Regions from separate parts of the Danio rerio genome. Here region 2 is linked to region 1. Evidence: chromatin contacts called from public Hi-C data. All regions are on one chromosome and are shown on one strand. The core of a region is the stretch at or near the end of the contact, and the rest is flanking DNA. Distances in the headings are between cores, read along the strand shown. Region 1 holds the start of znf362a (zinc finger protein 362a). Region 2 holds the start of slc45a1 (solute carrier family 45 member 1).

Region 1 (3,386 bases), core at 638-3,137:
ACAGACCCCCTTAAAAGCCCCCACTAAACATCCACATAAAATTCTTTAATGCTGATGCAAAGCAATTAATCCACTTTAAAAGGCTTAAAAAAAGAAAATGCACATTATAGGTTTTAGACTTTGTGATCAAAGTTAATCCACATTTCAGCTTTTGCTAATTTATACAATTTATTATTATTTTAATGTATTATACAATATTTTACAATAATTATTTTATTGTATTCTTGTTTTACATTTATTTATTTTTATTATTATGAATTTATAATTAAAAATCTCAAAACATTTATAGTTTTATAAAATATTTATTATTCTAGTGTATATTGATTTTACATATTATTATATATTACATATTATTATTATTCAATATTATATAATAAATGAAAATAATAAAATAATTATTTTATTGTATTTTTGTTTTACATTTATTTATTATTATGAATTTTCATTTTTAAAAATCTCAAAACATTTTTATATTTTTACATTAAAATTTGTATTATTTATACTAAAAAATAAGTAATAATAAAAATGAAAGCCAAAAATACACTAAAATAATTATTCTGGTGTATTTATGTTTTACATTTATTATTTATTTTTATGATCATGAATTTATATTAAACACAATCTCAAAACATTTTTACAGTTTAATAAAATATTTAAAATTATTCTAGTCTATTGTTTGACATTTATTGTTAATATTAATTTATATTTACAAATCTTAAAACATTTTTAGTTTTATAAAATATTTAAAATAATTATTCTAGTGTAATTTTTACTTTACATTTTTTACTCATCATTATCATTATTATTATTAATCTACATTAAAAATTCTCCAAACATTTCCAGTTAATAAAATATTCTAAAATAATACTTTTTGGGGATTTTTGTTTTACATTTATTTATTTATTATTAATATTATTATTAATATTATTTATTATTATTAATTTATATAAAAAATTTAAATCCCCAAACATTTATAGTTTCATAAAAAATATAATATTCTAGTGTATATTTGTTTTACATTTGTTATTATTTATTATTATTAAATAATATATAAAAATCTCCAAACATTTATAGTTTTATAAAATATTTTAAATTATTATTATTATTATTATTATTAATCTAAATAAAAAATTCTCCAAACATTTTAAGTTAATAAAATATTTTAAAATAATATTTTTTTTTGTATTTTTGTATTTTATTTATTTATTTGTTTATTTTTATTAATATTATTTATTCTTATTAATTTATATTTTAAAAATCTGCAAACATTTATAGTTTCATAAAATATTTAATATTCTGTATATTTGTTTTACATTTGTTATTATTTATTATTATTAATTAATATATAAAAATCTCCAAACATTTAGTTTAATAAAATATTTTAAATTATTATTCTAGTGAAATGTTGTTTTACATTATTATTATTATTATTATTATTATTATTATTTTTTTATATATAAAAATCTCCAAATATTTTTAGTTTTATAAAATATTTCAAAATAACTTTTCTATTATATTTTTGTTTTACATTTATTATTATTATTATTATTATTATTATTATTAATTAAAATCTCTAAACATTTCCAGACCCCCTTGAAAGCCCCATAGACAAAATTATTTAATGCTGAGGCGTATAAATAGGAGTAAATGTACAGTATATGTTTGTGAATCTGATATGAGTTAATCATCATCTCAGTTTCCATTCACGTATGCTCCATATCCTGCAAACGATAGCTAACGACACGAGAAATGTGCACAAGAGATGTTTTTTAGTGATTTGATGGCTGTAAATGTGCTCATATATGGATCTGTGGAGCTGCAGCACCCAGAAGTGAACACCAGGCGACCCGGAAGGTCTGAAACTCCCTCTGAAGGCAAAGCCGAAACAACATCTCAAGCTTTCAATAATTACATCTAATAAATCCTCCGTCGAGGTGTGCAAGGTATGTCTGTCGCTTTCTTCTCATCTTCACCACTGCATATTAATTTTTTGGGCACATTTGCACGACGCGCGAAAACGATGCTAGTTCTTGTAGTCCTTCGAGTGAGCAAAAAAGTTCAAATAAAAGAGAAAGCCATCTAAAAGCACGCTCGCGTTGCAACAATAACGCAATTGCACGCTTTTGCATTGATGCGTCGCGATGGAAATGTAACATTGATGCGCGTCTGTTTCCATCTGCGTGATTTGTTCGCATCGCATGATTGTTGTAGGAAGTCTCGTTTTTTTTTCTCCCTCTCTCTTTTTTTCCTCCTCCAGCCGGGCTATTCAAACCTGCAGATCTAAGTAAACAATCATTCGCGCACTTAATGCAAATAATGCGGCGTTTTACGCGTCGCGCCTTGGATCTGAACGCACGCGCTATATTTTTTTGTCGCTAAAAAAATTGGGATCTGCAGAATATGGCGCCCTGTCCTTATAAAAATAAGACAGGCTGCCATTTTTGTTTTCCTTTTGTCTGAAATTTTTAATAAAACTGTCTGAGAATGTGGGAGAGGCAGACACCGGAGACCTGCGCTCTCGCAAGGCACCAAACGCGTCCGTTCGCGTTATTTTGCGAGCGATTTCTTAATGTAATCTTTGATCAAAAGAGAGCGCGCTTTTATTTGGGAAGCTTTTCGAGGATGCCGACAGAATAAAAGAAAAAGTTGAGTAAGTTTTTCATCAGTTCATTTTGAAGACCACAAGACGTGTCAATCTCTCGTTTGATGTTTATTTGATATTTGCACGCTGTTTTGCGATGTTTATTTGCACTTTCAGTTTTTTTAAATGATATCCTGTGACTCACAGAATTGATCTAACTTCATTAAATGTCAATAGGAAGCTTTCTAGTTTGCAAGGTATAAAATGATGCGTTACATTATAATCGGTGTGTTTGTAATTATTTTTATTTGTTTTAAAGATGCATTACAATGCAATTACAGCCATAGTGCCCAAGTCCTGAAAGCATCCTTTTAACTTTTATTTATATTGCTGTTTTTTTATATCATTTAATCTTCTTTTCGACTTTTTAAATTAATGCAATTGTTACATTGTAAATGATTCCTTTTTTAAAAATGTTTTTCCATCTACAATATATATATATACAGTTGAAGTCAGAATTATTAGTCCCCTTCAAAAAAAATTATCTTTTTTTTTTAAATTTATATATTTTTCAAATGATGTTTAACAGAGCAAGGAATTTTTTCACAGTATGTCTGATAATATTTTTTCTTTTGGAGAAAGTCTTGTGTGTTTTATTTCAGCTAAAATAAAAGCAGTTTTTGATTTTTTTTTTAAACACCATTTTAGGGAGAAAATTTTTAGCCCCTTTAAGCTTTGTTTTTTCTCGATAGTCTACAGAACAAACCATCGTTATACAATAACTTGCCTAATTCCCCTAACCTGC
Region 2 (3,386 bases), core at 535-3,034, 350 kb before region 1:
TGGTGCCACTCCTGTCAGCTAAGAACAGGAAGCTGCGGCTACAATTTGCACAGGCTCACCAATATTGAACAGTAGAAGATTGGAGAAACACTGCCTGGTCTGATGAGTCTCCATTTCTGCTGCGACAATATGAACCAAAATCTCTGAGGAATATTTCCAGTACCTTGTTGAATCTATGCCACGAAGGATTAAGGCAGTTCTGAAGGCAAAAAGTACTTCAAGGTCCAACCAGGTCCTACAAGGTATATGTTATACCTAATAAAGTGGCCGGTGAGTGTAGATACTCTTGAAAATTGAGATTAATTAATTTGTTTTGTTGTTAATTTATACTAATAAATCAGGTCGCTGGATCGAGTCCCGGCTGGGCCAGTTGGCATTTCTGTGTAGAGTTTGCATGTTCTCCCCGTGTTGGTGTGGGTTCCCTCCGGGTGCTCCGGTTTCCCCCACAGTCCAAACACGTGCTATCGGTCAGTTGAGTAAGCTAAATTGTCTGTAGTGTATGATTGGGGTCTTGAGCAATGGGCTAACAACCCACCTTATAAAAAACTAGATGTTACAAAACACCAATATAGTGTGTCTAAATATCAACATTGAAATAAATGGCTCTGGGAGTAAGTAAATATAGTTATCATCATGGCGAACTGCATAGTTATCTTTACAAAATAAAAGTCCCAAAGGGTGAAGAAGACAAAAACATGGTTCCCCAAAAAACTTTCCAGTAAGTAGTATTTTTAGAAGAACATCTGGATTTTTTATACTATTAAAAACCCTGGAAATATATTGCACGTTCTTTATACAACCCATCAATGCCAGTAAACAACCTTTATTACACTGAAAAAAATGATTCATTGGATTTACTACATTGTTTTAAGACAAGTGCTTGCAAACAATTTATATGGGCTGAATTTAAATAAACAAATCAAATTCAATAATGTTCAACTTAATTTATTTGTTTAAATTCAGCCCACAGATTACTTGCAACTACTTTCCTTTAAAAGAAATTGAGTAAATCCAGTGAATATTTTTTTCCCACTGTACTGAGTGTGTAGGTCATGGTGACATTGAGATAATAAAGCAAAACAGCACCCTTATACGAAGCAACGGTGCGAAGCATCACAGCGTAGCTTTTATTAATCAAATGATTAGAAAAGTATCGCGATGAAGCGCCATTTCTTCAAGGAGGTCATGATATGACACTTCCCTCGCGCGCGCACACGACGCACTGCAACCAATGCGCAGCTCCGGGATGCGCAATGCACATGTGCTCGGTCTCTCCATAGCTGAGAAAGCAAAACGCACAACTGCAGACTCCTTCCTGCACACATCTCAACAATGCTCCAATTTCACGATTATCCACATGAGGATTTTTCTCCATGAATAAAACGCGCGCACTAGCTTTGATTCACAAACATGTTTAATTATGGATGAATAGGAAGGAGGGTGCTTGGAGAGCCAAACATGTTTTCGGTTTAACCACACAGCTATATGACACTTCAGTGGTGTGATAATCACGTTAAAAGCGCTTGCTTTAAATGTAAATAGAACAGCAGCTCTTTGTGAGGCGTGCGGACGCAAACAGATACTATAACATTACCTTTATCCGGGATGCTCTTCATGCATTACTGGGTTGCAGGCAGCAGACGGGACGGCGCATCGCGTTGACGCTGCTGTTTAACGTTTCATCTTTTTTCGTCCTTTCTGGCGCAGTCATTTCTCAGCTTTTATCGTGCTGCTCCTCCGGTCTCCCCCTGTCCTCGCATCATCTCTCCTCCTCCCGTCCGTCGTGACGTCACGGCATCGCCTCCGCCCGCGCCAATATATCTGCAGCATCAGCATCAGCCGAAAACTGACACCTGTCAAAAACACTCCAAATGACATGTGGACCTTCAAGATGTCCTGCACATCTCACACTGCTTATTTGTCTTTTATTTATTTATTTATTTATTTATTTATTTATTTATTTATTTATTTATTTATTTATTTATTTATCATAGGCTATATTTCTTTCTTAATTTGGATTAATATAATTTTTTTTAAATAAAAAACAAATATATTATAACACAAATTCAATTAAATTCCAGTTTATTTGTATAGTGCTTTTCACAATATCATTTTTATGCAGCTTTACAAATGACGCACGCTATTACATTACAGTTAAACTTTAGGGTGAACAGTGTATATATATTACGGAGAGAAGATTTCTTCAACACATTTCTTAGCATCATAGTTTTAAAAACTCATCTCTAATAACTGATTTATTTTATCTTTACCATGATGACAGTAAATACTATCTGACTATTTTTCAAGACACTTCTATACAGCTTAAAGTGACATTTAAAGGCTTATCTAGGTTAATTAGGTTAACTAGGAAGGTTAGGGTAGTTAGGCAAGTTATTGTATAACGATGGTTTGTTCTGTAGACTATCGAAAAAAATAGCTTAAAGGGGCTAATAATATTGACCTTAAAATGGTGTTTAAAAATTAAAAGAAACTGCTTGTTGGAGTCTATGTGAGCTATAATACCTATTCTATTGAATTATCTGATTACATATGCACCAATGCAGTCATGTGTGTGTGTGTGTGTGTGTGTGTGTGTGTGTGTGTGTGTGTGTGTGTGTGTGTGTGTGTGTGTGTGTGTGTGTGTGTGTGTGTGTGTGTGTGTGTGCACTTGTGTTGCATTTAATTTGCATTTATAGACAGACAAACAAATTTGGGATCTGTTTTATTGTAAAATTATTTAATGAAAAAATAAAAATATATATTAAAAGCATTATAGTAACTATTCAAATTATGTACTTCATTACCTATATATAATATCTATTTTTTTATTTTGCTTACTTTGTTTACTAAAATATTTATTGGTTTTGTTTTTTTGCATTTTATTTGAAAATAAATTATATTTATTTAATTTGAGCTTTTAGATTTTAGGTTTTCTATCAAGTGTTTTTTTCAGTCTAATGAAAAAGGATGCTTTTAATTGCCTAATTTTTATCACACGTTATCAATTTGCATCTGTATAATAATTTTTTAGACATTAAACTATTTGGCTATAACCTATAATACATGTTAAAGGCTGTTTTCTCACTGCTTTTCACAACAATTATCAGTCTTAAGCAGCTTTTCAAAAGATGCACATTATTACATTACAGTTAAACTTAGAGAGAGTCAGTGACAGTATATATATATATAGAAAGAGAGAGATAGTTAACCTGCAGTTATACACTATATAGTGTACTTTTCTAAATGGTGGAGTCTATATGTATGCTATCATACCTTTTAAATGTGTGTGTGTGTGTGTGTGTGTGTGTGTGTGTGTGTGTGTGTGTGTGTGTGTGTGTGTGTGTGTGCATTTAATTTAAATGATGTATCATTTGTATATTTTAATA

The links. A called contact is a pair of places that touch in the nucleus more often than the background predicts.
Region 2: a contact with region 1 is called in a Hi-C map of hematopoietic stem cells, with 3 times the contacts expected there. The contact joins the promoter of slc45a1 here to the promoter of znf362a in region 1. A contact is called at or near these places in 1 of 18 Hi-C or Micro-C datasets (hematopoietic stem cells) and 1 of 4 datasets of contacts at active chromatin or transcription factors (embryo).

Annotation. Positions count from the first base shown.
Region 1 is chr11:42,950,252-42,953,637 of GRCz12tu, reverse strand. znf362a (zinc finger protein 362a) reads left to right here and starts at 1,887. Exons shown (of 9, transcript NM_001077733.1): 1 at 1,887-1,943.
Region 2 is chr11:43,299,285-43,302,670 of GRCz12tu, reverse strand. slc45a1 (solute carrier family 45 member 1) reads right to left here and starts at 1,784. Exons shown (of 10, transcript NM_001374639.1): 1 at 1,595-1,784. All of the region lies in intron 3 of LOC141376672 (a long non-coding RNA gene), which reads right to left.